Linked DNA regions of Mus musculus: regions 1, 2 and 4 are each linked to region 3. A link is a contact called in public HiChIP or PLAC-seq and promoter capture Hi-C data. All regions are on one chromosome and are shown on one strand. The core of a region is the stretch at or near the end of the contact, and the rest is flanking DNA. Distances in the headings are between cores, read along the strand shown. Region 1 holds the start of H4c3 (H4 clustered histone 3). Region 2 holds the start of H1f3 (H1.3 linker histone, cluster member). Region 3 holds the start of Nkapl (NFKB activating protein-like). Region 4 holds the start of H4c2 (H4 clustered histone 2).

The links. Promoter capture Hi-C pulls out the DNA fragments that hold promoters and counts their contacts. HiChIP or PLAC-seq counts read pairs in DNA pulled down with a chosen protein or histone mark.
Region 1: a contact with region 3 is called in a promoter capture Hi-C map of liver, with 7 times the contacts expected there. The contact joins the promoter of H4c3 here to the promoter of Nkapl in region 3. A contact is called at or near these places in 5 of 39 promoter capture datasets (cranial neural crest, hippocampal neurons, liver and 1 more) and 2 of 115 datasets of contacts at active chromatin or transcription factors (astrocytes and memory CD8 T cells).
Region 2: a promoter capture Hi-C map of liver shows a contact between it and region 3, with 7 times the contacts expected there. The contact joins the promoter of H1f3 here to the promoter of Nkapl in region 3. A contact is called at or near these places in 8 of 39 promoter capture datasets (the 3T3-L1 cell line, cranial neural crest, frontonasal cranial neural crest and 4 more), 1 of 484 Hi-C or Micro-C datasets (B cells), 1 of 115 datasets of contacts at active chromatin or transcription factors (astrocytes) and 3 of 9 other capture datasets (adipose tissue, liver and macrophages).
Region 4: a contact with region 3 is called in an H3K4me3 HiChIP or PLAC-seq map of embryonic forebrain, with 4 times the contacts expected there. The contact joins the promoter of H4c2 here to the promoter of Nkapl in region 3. A contact is called at or near these places in 6 of 39 promoter capture datasets (the 3T3-L1 cell line, cranial neural crest, embryonic stem cells and 3 more), 2 of 115 datasets of contacts at active chromatin or transcription factors (astrocytes and embryonic forebrain) and 2 of 9 other capture datasets (adipose tissue and pancreatic islet).

The regions. Positions count from the first base shown.
Region 1 is chr13:23,696,802-23,699,896 of GRCm38.p6, reverse strand. It overlaps H4c3 (H4 clustered histone 3), which reads left to right and starts at 1,439. Exons shown (of 1, transcript NM_178208.2): 1 at 1,439-1,813. The coding sequence starts at 1,448. The coding sequence ends at 1,759.
Region 2 is chr13:23,553,618-23,556,400 of GRCm38.p6, reverse strand. H1f3 (H1.3 linker histone, cluster member) reads right to left here and starts at 1,369. Exons shown (of 1, transcript NM_145713.4): 1 at 594-1,369. The coding sequence starts at 1,311. The coding sequence ends at 646.
Region 3 is chr13:21,467,034-21,470,160 of GRCm38.p6, reverse strand. Nkapl (NFKB activating protein-like) reads left to right here and starts at 1,660. Exons shown (of 1, transcript NM_025719.3): 1 at 1,660-3,114. The coding sequence starts at 1,720. The coding sequence ends at 2,907.
Region 4 is chr13:23,755,236-23,758,291 of GRCm38.p6, reverse strand. It overlaps H4c2 (H4 clustered histone 2), which reads right to left and starts at 1,355. Exons shown (of 1, transcript NM_178193.2): 1 at 906-1,355. The coding sequence starts at 1,271. The coding sequence ends at 960.

The DNA of each region.
Region 1 (3,095 bases), core at 190-2,689, 2.2 Mb before region 3:
GAAAGCCAATTTTAGAACACTTGCTATTTCTTGGCAAACCTCAAAAGGAATTACCACAGCTACCTGGTAGCAGACCTCTGTTGTCTTCTGCAGTAAGAAGTAAATATGGTTAATTTAATTAATTTAATTTTTTCAAAATTAACCATAGACTTAGAAGTTTATCAGGAATATTTTGAAACTATTTTTTTCTGGATGTGGTCTTTGTAATTCATAGTTTTCTGGGGCCCCTGGTATAAAGTTTTTGTGGTGAACATATGTAACAAAAGACAGGAATTAAAGGTCTTCATTTTGGTCAGCAGGCTTTATTTTAAAAATTGTTACTAGCCATAATATTAATTCTATATTTTACTTTGTCTGTGTGAGTAGTTTGCCTGCATTCATGGGTGCCATTGAGATCAGAAAAGAGCATCAGTCTCCTGAAACTAGAGTTATGCATGTTTGTGAGCTACCATTTAGGCTCTGGGAACCAAATCTTGCCTTCTGGGGGAGTATCAAATGCTCTTAACTTCTGAGCCATCTCCTCTACATCATTGTTAAATTAAAATTTGGAATGCCAAAATCAACATTAAACCCGCATCGAGACTTACTGCTACTTACTCTTCTGCCTTTTTTTAAAAAGGGGGGCGGGGGTCGGATTAGCCTTGTTTTGACATCACTAATCATATCACAAGCTTCACCAGGACCTTGTAGACTTTGTAATGACCTTAATCAAGTATTAGCCCTGTACTGTAATTACCAGCTCTACAAAACACTTCTTCTCTTAAGGTGAGCAAGCCATGCTGTGATTAATAAGGGCTGGAAGGGAAACAAACTTGGAATCACAGCAGGTAGAGGATAACCGATAACCTAACTATTCTTTTGTAGACTTTCTCAGTTTTTATTAAAAAAGAGGATAGACGGAATCATTAGGTCTCTGACTCGAGATAGGGAATATGAAGTTTGCAGTTAGGGTGCTCAATTTGAGATGCCTTTTCAATGTTTATGTCTACCCAAACAAAACTGCCGGGAATAGATTAAACTTTACTGACATGGGACAGTCTTGGCATATTTTACCTCTGTTTTGGACATCTAACCTGAGTCCTCACAAAGAAACCATCAACTAATTTAATACAAGACAGAAATAAAAGCAAACGAGAAATGGGGATGTCTGCTTTGTGGAATGGCCCCAATAAGCCTTTCTTTCATGAGAAAGAATGGGGTCGGGGTGGGGAGGAGGGAATGAAGTTTTTCTGCAGGATTTAAATGTGGTCTTTAAGAGACACCGCATGCAAAGAATAGCTGGGGCTTGCTAGCCAATGAAAACATTCAGATTCCAATGACGCATCCTTTTTTCTCCACCCCCTTCCAAGACCCGGATTCGGAAACCCCGCCTAACGCTCTAGTTTTCAACCAGGTCCGCAGAAGGCCTATTTAAAGGGACGATTGCTGTCTCCCTGCTGTCATAACCATGTCTGGACGTGGTAAGGGTGGTAAAGGCCTTGGGAAAGGCGGCGCTAAGCGCCACCGTAAGGTTCTCCGTGATAACATCCAGGGCATTACCAAGCCCGCCATCCGCCGCCTGGCCCGGCGCGGGGGAGTGAAGCGCATCTCCGGCCTCATCTACGAGGAGACCCGCGGTGTGCTGAAGGTGTTCCTGGAGAACGTGATCCGCGACGCCGTCACCTACACGGAGCACGCCAAGCGCAAGACCGTCACCGCCATGGACGTGGTCTACGCGCTCAAGCGCCAGGGCCGCACTCTCTACGGATTCGGCGGTTAATCGACTAACAAACGATTTCCACTGTCAACAAAAGGCCCTTTTCAGGGCCACCCACAAATTCCTAGGAGTTGTTCACTTACCGAAGCTTTAATCGAGCCTGCTAGGTAGTTTAAGTGTTATTCTGTCCTATACTTATGTGGTGGGTAGTAATTATGCCATGCAGCCGAATATACCCTGTAGGTTTAACTGGGTAATATAACAAGCCCATAATTTTGAACTGTCAGAAGTTAATACTGAACGAACTGTTTTAGAATTATTTGAAGGTTTTCCACTGATCGTGTCACTTCTCAATCCACTTTTGATACCGGTCATTTAAGAGCTTATTCCCTTCTGGAGCCATCTAGAAGCTCAGGAGAGAGCAGGAACCATTGTATCTAAGCAAGGCAAAGGCTGATTACTACAGAAACTGAAGACGCTTAGCTGTTATTAATTGTATACCATTAATAAGGCCTAAGTACACATAATCTATATTAGGGACCACCTAATGGTATGTTTATATACAGTTTAGTTGTGCAGTGGCTTGATAATTTAAATTCTTGTGGGTGTGCCATGTTTGCCATCTGCCACAAGAGGGCGGCGTTATTTCCAGGAAGTTGGAGTCAGAAGCTGTTGTGAGCCAGCTGTTGTGTATTCTGATATACAAACTTCTTTTAAAGCATTAAGTGTTCTTGACTGAACAATCTCTCAAGCCACCTTACTATGATCTTTTGTCATTCCTCATACCAATGCCTAAAATAGTTTAATGTGAATTTAATATTTGTGGCACTCCATAAAACTTGATCACTTTAAAAGATGAGTTATTTTTGTTTTTTGTTTGTTTTGTTTATGTTCTTCAGCCCAGACTTCCCCAGTGCTTTTTTTTGTTATGTTGGGGCATTGAACTCAAACCCTAACATTTTCATAAAGAAGTCCTTAATTTTTAATATGGTTTTTGTCATTCTCCTGAAGCCTACATGCTATTCTCATAAAATACATAAAACATTTCAAAAATAACTGTTAGATCAATAGTATTGAACTATTTTCTAAAAGTAGAACAAAATTAGATCTTTGTTGACACATCGCACAACTGCAAAAACTTTAGGGTTTTGTTGTTGTTGTTGTTGTTGTTGTTGTTCTGTTTTTTTGCTAACTGCTTGCTTTATTTTTTTATCCATCACTGAGGAAATCCTAAAAATACAACTCAAGAAAAATAAATATAACCTCTAGCTTAAGCACTGAATATCTGGGTTCATAGTGGTCCTTTGAAAGCCTGGATGCCAGTTACTGCTGTTTGAAAGAGTAAGTTCAGTATTTTTTCAGAGTGGAAGCTCCTACTGGCGTTATCTCTATCTCCTTT
Region 2 (2,783 bases), core at 120-2,619, 2.1 Mb before region 3:
GAAGGTGGCTAAGTTTGGAGGAAATAGGAGCGCTTTCAATTTCTCGGAAAACACAATTAAAAATTCTTAGGACGGAATTCCAGAGCTCTGAAGTGAACAAAGGGGCGGGGACAGAGAAAAAACGCCAGCGTCCCAGTACGTAAATGTAAATCTTAATATCACAATCTCTGATTGGTGCAACACCCATGACTGAAAGTACGGCTTGATTGGTTAATTCTCAAAACCACCTTGTGTAGCCGGATTGGAAAACTTAAAACAGAGGCTCCAGCCTGTAGCCACTATTGTGAGAGTAGCTTCCTAGAGAACCCCCCTAATGCCTTATCACGCCTAGGCGACATTAGAAAGGACTTCCCGCCAAACTCTTGGAATATGAACACGTGTGTGGAGCACACACAGAAGCAAAAAACTGCCGGCCAGAAGTCCAGCTAGAGCTGAAAATGATACAATCTATCGCTCAACTAGAGTTTATAGATGCTCCTAAATGTACCCATAACAAAGTGCACAGAATTGATCTGCTTCGGAACACATAGCCAGAGTCAGCGGACATACCATGAGAAAACCAGAAAAAGGCTCAGCTCTTTTGAATGAGGTTGTGGGTGGCTCTGAAAAGAGCCGTTTGAGATTTTCAAAGCAGGACGCACCACTCTACTTCTTGCGAGGGGCAGCCTTCTTTGCCTTGGTGGCCTTCGGCTTAGAAGCTTTAGGCTTGGAAGCCTTAGCCTTGGGAGCCTTGGCCTTGGCTGGACTCTTTGCTGCCTTCTTGGGCTTAGCAGCCTTCACCTTCTTGGGACTCTTGGAAACTTTCTTGGCGCCGGCAGCCGCCGCAGGCTTCTTCGCCTTCTTCGGAGTCTTCTTGGCCGTCTTTTTGGGTGTGGCAGCACCAGTCGCCTTCTTAGGCTTCTTGGCTGCTCCCGCAGGCTTCTTGGCCTTGGCCGCGCCTGCCTTCTTAGCCTTGGGCTTAGCCTCACCGGAAGCCGCCTTCTTGTTGAGTTTGAAGGAGCCGGAGGCGCCGGTGCCCTTGGTCTGCACCAGGGTACCCTTGCTCACCAGGCTCTTCAGCCCGAGCTTGATGCGGCTGTTGTTCTTCTCCACATCGTACCCCGCGGCCGCCAGCGCCTTCTTGAGCGCAGCCAGGGACACGCCGCTGCGCTCCTTGGAGGCGGCCACAGCCTTGGTGATGAGCTCGGACACCGGGGGTCCGGACGCCTTGCGCTTCCCAGCAGCGGCGCCGGTCTTCTTCGCCTTCTTCTTCACAGGTGTCTTCTCCACAGGTGCAGGGGCAGCAGGCGCCGCGGGAGCGGTCTCGGACATGTTCTAAGCTTTACTAGTAAAGCAAAAAGTAAGCACAAACAGTCAGAGAAGGTTGTTCCCAGTGCTGCAGGCTCTGGGTTTATATAGAGAGAAGCTGCGTGGTGATTGGTTCCCTGCGCCGTGCGCCGTGCGCCGCGTTGCCAGAGAAAGGATCTTCAGCTTTGCCTTGTGGCTGTGTTTGTTGCCCCTCAAAAAAGTATAAAAATATAAAAAATATGGGCACGAAATAATTAGGGACTTGGGGGAAACTGATCCGAGAGCCTGTAGGCTACATTCTTGCCTTAATTTGTGCACCTATGTTCAAAATCGGCACCCTGAAACTTCTCTGATTGCCCCAACTCTCTTTCAAACTTGACGAAAATTGGGACAACTTTAAGGTTTTCCTTAAAAATACTACTTCTCTCGCGGTCATTAGCAAACTTTTGTTTCAGGACATGGTTCCTCACATTCTTATCATTTCAGGACTCTATGAAATAACTTGTTTTCACGGAAATACATAGGGAAATTTGAGTTTTTCGAGAAAGCAACAACACAAGCTTCCAGGGCTATCTGCACCAAGCTGTAGGAATTGGCACTAGATGGGAAAGCAGTGCATACCGGGGGAATGATTATTGTAGAAAATATCGATTGGATTTTTTAATGATATTTGAGATACCAGTGTGTAATTCCCCTTCGGTTTTCCTGTTTTAGTGATTTAGCCATTTTCTGGAGACGTGATGAGTCTGTGCCATCCCTATTGTAGATCAAAAGCTGAAAGCACATATTTTTCAGATTTGATAGAGAAATGTACACCAACTATCACATGTACAGAAAAAAGATACCTAGGTCAAGAAGGAACAGAAGTTTAGCAACTGGGAGCTGAAGAACAGTGAGATATAACCTGACTTAGCAACTCACTCCGTGTTTAGAGTACAAAGTTTACAGCTGTGTTATATGCCGTGTTTCAGGACCTGTGTTATGCAGCTGTTTCCCCTTGCCAACACTTATCACAACAGTTTTCTGCATATTTCCAGTTTTAAAATGATTTGAATTTCATTATTAAAAACAAGCAGAATGTGAAAGAAAATCTGTTTTTTAATTTCCATGATAGCTGCTGACCTCATTACATATATTACATATATAATATAGTCTGTCACAAACAAAAGAATTAGCAGGTGGTATCCACCAAAGGACTTAAACATTTCATAGTCAGTTATCATTATGATAACTGCAGCAAGAATAAAGTTTCTGGAAAAGGGATCAACCATGGGACTACAAACTTGAAACCATAAGAAGCTTCACTCATTCCCACTCATGACTGTGGAGGCTAATATCACAAATGTGGTTTTGGTCTTAACTCCAAAATATAATTACATCCTGAAAAACAGCAGATTATTCTCTGTAGTAAGGCTTGTACTATTTTGTAGAGATTAAAAACAGGCGATAAAAATCCCTAAGAGGTGTGAGAACAGTGAAACTTATGGCTTCGTCCT
Region 3 (3,127 bases), core at 411-2,910:
AAGTTATGGGATGTAAAGTACCTTCAGAAGGTAACTGCAAGTGGCGGATTTCTGAAGAAATGTCCTTAAAGAGAAACCTTGTAAACTAGTGAATCTATGTTTCTGGAGCAGAAGTCTGCGAACATAATGCTCTGGAATTCACTTAGCTCAGAAACTTAAACTCAAACTTTAGTTCCAGAAGTAATTTAGGTTTTGCTTCCAATAGAGAGGAACAGGATTGTTTGCTAAGTCGCCAGCAACTGAACCTTTGGCAAGGCATACTCTAAGCAGTTACCCAACACTCTTTGATGCAGAATCTCATGATTACTTGGGTTTTCTTAGTTGCTGGGACTGCAGATCTGCAGCAGCACCAGGCAGCTGTCAAGTCCCATCGAGGCAGGTAGTTGGAGTAAAGGCAATAGGAATCCTTCACTAACTCAGCAGAAAAGATGGAGACAGGAATGGAAAAGGAATGGTGAGCCATGCGGTGGTAAACATATGACTCTAAGAAAAGATCTAACAAAAATCTAAAGGAAGAGATGTCTGTGTTCCATAGTTCTACTCCACTGGGCAAAACTGAAAGACGCAACCCAAATTTAGATTAAAATCAATAAATTTATTCTTACTGATAGTAAGATGGACTCAATCTTATGACCAAATTGGGAAACATAGAGGGCAATGGGAAGCATAAAGGTGGACATTACAATTATCTCCCTTATATGAAATCCGCAGCTGTGTGGGAAATTTGCTTTGCTCCCTTACACAGAGATAGAGAAAACGGCTCGTCCCTTTTCCCACAGGGAAAGAGGGTTACAAAAGCCAATTATCTCGTATCAGGCGCCCCATTCTTTCGTTCTTATCTCGCAGCAGTAGCTTCATTCTGTGGAGGATGCAGGCTGCTAGGAACTCATGCGAATCAACAGCTATTTTAAGCGATGCCTGGTCCAGAGTTAAGTTTTCTTATCCATCACAGTTCTGCTTATGAAAACCTTTAATCTTGGTGCTTGAGTGGTGCCTAGCAAGTTCCAAGCCAGCATATGCACCACTTAAAAATAAGCAAATAGAAACTTTATATGCCCCAGTACAGGGGAATGCCAAGAAGCGGGAGTGGGTGGGTAGGGGAGCAGGGCGGGGGGAGGGTATAGGGAACTTTCGGGATAGCATTTGAAATTTGAAATGTATATAACGAAAATATTAAAAAAAAAAAAAAAAAAAAAAAAAAAAAAAAAGCAAAGCAAATAGCCTTAAGGTGGTGGCCAGCACTTTTAATCCCAGTACCCGGGATGCAGAGGCCTGTGAATCTCTTGAGTTCCAAGCCAGCGTGGTCTACAGAGGGAGTTTCAGGACAGACAGCCAGGACTACACAGAGAAAACCTGTATCGAAAAAATAAAAAGCACAGCAATACAGACAGACAGCAGGACTCATTAATGATAATTCCTTTTGTTTCCCCTGGGGCTCAAGGTGGGGAATGTAAATAGTGAGAAGTGAAGTGACTGTCCACGCCCCAGAGGTTGAAGAGGGCTCTTGCGCAGGCTCTGGGCTGCTTCCCGCTTCCATCGGAGGCTCAGCGCCACGGTTCGGACTAGGGCTGCACCGGGCTACGCCCCGGAATTGACCCGCCTACAGCCCGCCCGTCTCTAGTGCGCCTGCGCTGTGTGCGGGTTGTGCGGGAGCTGCGTGCTCTCTGTGTTGTGACTTCTGGAATAACCGCCACCGCGGTGGTTGATTGAAGGCGGACCATGTCGCCTGTATCCCGATCTCGCCCTAATGAGGACACTCTGGGCTCTCAGAAACGACGACGTTTCTCGGAGAGCCCACCGTCGGCGTTACAGACTAGCCGATCACCTCGGGGAGGCGGTTTCGGCTCTCTCCTCAGCGGTCCTGAGGGGCTCCAGCCTCCGCGGGGTGCTCAGGGCGTCCGGCCACTGCATCCCATCAGCCGCCCCAGGTCTGGAGAACGACCGCTACCGCTGGGGATCCGTACGCTTGCCTGCTCTTCCTCTCCCATCTGTGGTGGATACCGTTACCACCACAACTATGCGGGAGATCCTTCGTGGGCTGAGGACCAGGAGAAGGAAAAGGAGGAGAGTTATAGGCAAAGGAGGCTGAAGGAAAGAGAGAGGATTGGAGAGCTGGGAGCGCCTGAGGTATGGGGACTGTCACCCAAGATTCCTGAGCCAGATTCTGATGAACATACACCAGCTGAAGATGAGGTGAAGAATCAGAAGAGTAGCAGTTCAGATTTCACCAATGAAGAAAAAAGGACAAAGACCAGTCATTCAACAAAGAAAAAAAGAAAGAAAAAGCCTTCCAAAAGGAAGCATAAAAAATATTATGACAGCAGTTCAGACTGTCATTCTAGCTCTGATAGTGATAAAAAGAAAGTTAAAACCAAGAAGAAAGAGAAGAAAAAGAAACATCGGGCAAAACAGCTCAAGAAGAAGAGGACTAAAAAAGAATACAATGACATAAGCTGCAAAGCTTCAGAAAGGGACTTGCCAGAAGATGCGTGGATGGAACAGTCGATGAGTGCAGAGAGCATGGATTTAATAGGCCCAGAAGCACCTGTGATACACACCTCTCAAGATGAGAAACCTTTGAATTATGGCCATGCTCTGCTTCCTGGTGAAGGTGCAGCAATGGCTGAATATGTAAAAGCCGGGAAGCGTATCCCACGAAGAGGTGAAATTGGGTTGACAAGTGAAGAGATTGCCTCATTTGAATGTTCAGGTTACGTCATGAGTGGTAGCAGGCATCGCCGAATGGAGGCTGTAAGACTGCGTAAAGAGAACCAGATTTACAGTGCTGATGAGAAACGAGCCCTTGCATCCTTTAACCAAGAAGAGAGGCGGAAGAGAGAAAATAAGATCCTAGCCAGCTTTCGAGAAATGGTGTACAGAAAGACAAAAGGGAAAGATGACAAGTGACAACCTGTTTGTTTCACTGTGGGACGTTTAACAACAAAGGCTTTGTATGGCCAAAGTAATAGTAAATGGTTTTACCATTTACCAGTGCTATTGTACCTACTGTGTTAGTAAAAAGCACTTTTTGAGATGTCATTAAAATTTTTTACAAACATTGCAGAAAAATGACTAAAAAGTTGAATGTCACTTCAGTCCATGATTTACCTCCCTAAAAAAAAAAAAA
Region 4 (3,056 bases), core at 106-2,605, 2.3 Mb before region 3:
ATGAAAGGGTCCAAGAACTAAGAGTATATAACACATACTGGCATATACTATCATTTCTGAGTCTCTGAATGGCACAGAACATATGCTGACTTCTGCATCCATTTCTGGAGTACTGGGATGACAGCTGTTGGTCAGTGTGTAGTGTGTTGGCTAAAACTTCGTTTTGGATGTAAATCAGTTTGTTTCTTCACGCTACAAATGTTACACTACATTGTGTTTTATGCCATTAATCTCATTTAGTTTCACTATTTAGTCGACTGTCAAAATTCATGGGAACAGAATTAAAGACCCATACCACTATATGAAAATGTTGAAGCCCTGTACATGGTGTCAGTGGTATATACAAAATAACCTGTATTACACATCCTTACATTTTATATTATCCTGGCATTACCTGTAGTAATTAATACGATGTAGATTTTATGTCAATATTTGTTTTAATGAACTGTTTGAAAGGGCTGGTCAAGAAAACATCATGTGTATCAAAGCTTCACTCTTTACTCAATTGTTTTTACCTCCAGGACCCGATGAGCCTGTTTCTTTAGTAAATTCTCATCTGGATGGTTACCTTTGTTCACCTACCCAAGGTTATTTTCAGGCGGTGGTAATGAGTCGTTGAACCTAGAGGTTCTAACACCTTTCCCCAAAATTCCAGGTTTTCAAGACTGTTTAACCGTCCTTGAACCAATCCTGAGAAAAGAGCCTTGAAGTGTCCTACTTTTAACAATTTGTACAAGGTGAGGCTGTACTTTGTGCACAAATTCAGCCTGGAGGGGTGGGGGTGGGGAATCTCAACTATGCTGACTATCCACAGCCTGAGTTAAAGCTGAAGCTATTAGTGAGGGCCGCTGCCAGTGTGGGGGAAGGGTGAGGGAGCAAAATGCACAGCTTTTTAAGGAATTCAGTGAGTGGTCCTGAAAAGGACCTTTTGTAACAGTTAAGAAAATCGCTTTAGTCCCTTAACCCCCGAATCCGTAGAGGGTGCGGCCCTGGCGCTTGAGCGCGTAGACCACGTCCATGGCGGTGACGGTCTTGCGCTTGGCGTGCTCCGTGTAGGTGACGGCGTCGCGGATCACGTTCTCCAGGAACACCTTCAGCACACCGCGGGTCTCCTCGTAGATGAGGCCGGAGATGCGCTTCACTCCCCCGCGCCGGGCCAGGCGGCGGATGGCGGGCTTGGTGATGCCCTGGATGTTGTCGCGCAGCACTTTGCGATGGCGCTTAGCGCCACCTTTGCCCAGGCCTTTTCCTCCCTTGCCGCGACCAGACATAGTTAAATTCTTACAAGCTTTCAGTAGGAAGCTGGTGAACTAAGAATTCGCTGTGTTATTATAGGCTCTTATCGGACCTGGTTGAGAACTTCAAGTGGGCGGGGACCAAAGGCTTCTTTTGCTCAGCCCATTTCAGGGCGGTGACTCTGGAGTACTGTATAGGGCACATGCAGACATGGAGTCTCTCAGGTTTCCCCAGATTTGAGTATACTGCTTTTATTATATGTTATATTGTTCTATAAGGATTTTAGCAAGGAGTTACATTTTTATGGACCAGTACCTGGAGGATTAAAACAAATACCCCTGTAAAGTATTTAGGTTTAAAACATCTTTTTAAAAAATTCAACAGGTGCCAAAAGACCATGTGATTATTGTTTCTTAAAACCTAAAAATTCAAATGTGAAAGATACTTTTAAAAATAAATTACAAGAGAATTTTTTTAATAGAAATTGAAATAGAATCGGTATAAGTAGAATTTATTAAAATTCTACTTGTCAACATAGGTCAAGCCCCTTTGCCTAGTCATATAGATGCACTTGGCTATTCCCTGTCTGGAATCCATTCATTGCTGGTTTGGATTGCTATATTTTTTATTAGAGCGGGAAAACTGCATGATGCTTGTATTCTATTTTGCCACCCCTACACAGTGTATGCTCTCGTTCAAAGTAATGAATTCAGAGATATTGGAACTGGTCATTTTCCTGTTCCCCCTTTATACTTATAAAACTTGTCTGATAATGGTGCCCACAGTTTGTTTGCTTGGGTACTACATTAGAAGAGATTGTTTCAAAGAAGTACTACATAAATATTTTTACCTGTTACTATTTGTGCTGGATAGTTTTATTCCAACTTGACACAAACTAGAGCCATCATACAGGAGGAACCTCATTTGAAAAAATTCCTCCATAAAATGAATCTGTAGACAAATCAGTAGAGGATTTCTTAATTAGTGCCTTATGAGGGAAGGGTCCTGCACATTGTAGGTGGTGCGGTTCCTGGGCTGGTGGGCCTGTGTTCTACAGGAAAACAGGCTGGGGGGAGGGTCAACATAGAGCAAGTCTGTAAGCAGCACCTTTCCATGGCCTTTGCAACCAGCTCCTGCCTCCAGGTTCCTTCCCTGATTGATTTCCTATTCCTCACCTCCTTCAGTGATGAACAGTGATGCAGAACTGTAAGCCTAATAAACCCTTTCCTGCCTGAGTTGCTTTTGATAGTAGTGTTTTATCACAGCAATAGAAACCCCAAATAAACACTATTTTAATACTCTTCCTAGAAGTATTTCCTTATCAGGTTATTATTTCCAACACACTATCAGTATCACCAAATGTGTATAAGGATTACATTTTATTACAGCATGTAATGAAGTATAGTGACAGATCTTGTTTTGTATTTCATGGGTGAAGATTTAAGAACTGTTGGTCCATTTCCCAAGGTGAATTAACAATCACAATGCAGCCATGCTACAGCTCAGTTTATGAATTTCCATTCACTTATTTTGCATATGTTTAATTTTACTAAGACACTCTGAATACTCGGAAGTTGCCTCTCCCAGTCAACACTGTAAGGCCCACTGCTAACTTCTGTCTTTCTGTGCTCTTTTTCTTTCCATTTTCTATTTCTAGTCCATCTTCTCCTTCTTCCTCCTCCTCCTCCCCCCACTTCTTTTCCTCCTCCTCCCACTTCTCTTCCCCTTCTTCCTTTTTCCCTGAAAGATCCTTGCTATGTAACCCTAGATGGAAGTTGCAATTCTCTGGCCTCAGTCTCCTCAGCTAAGTAGCAGGTTTG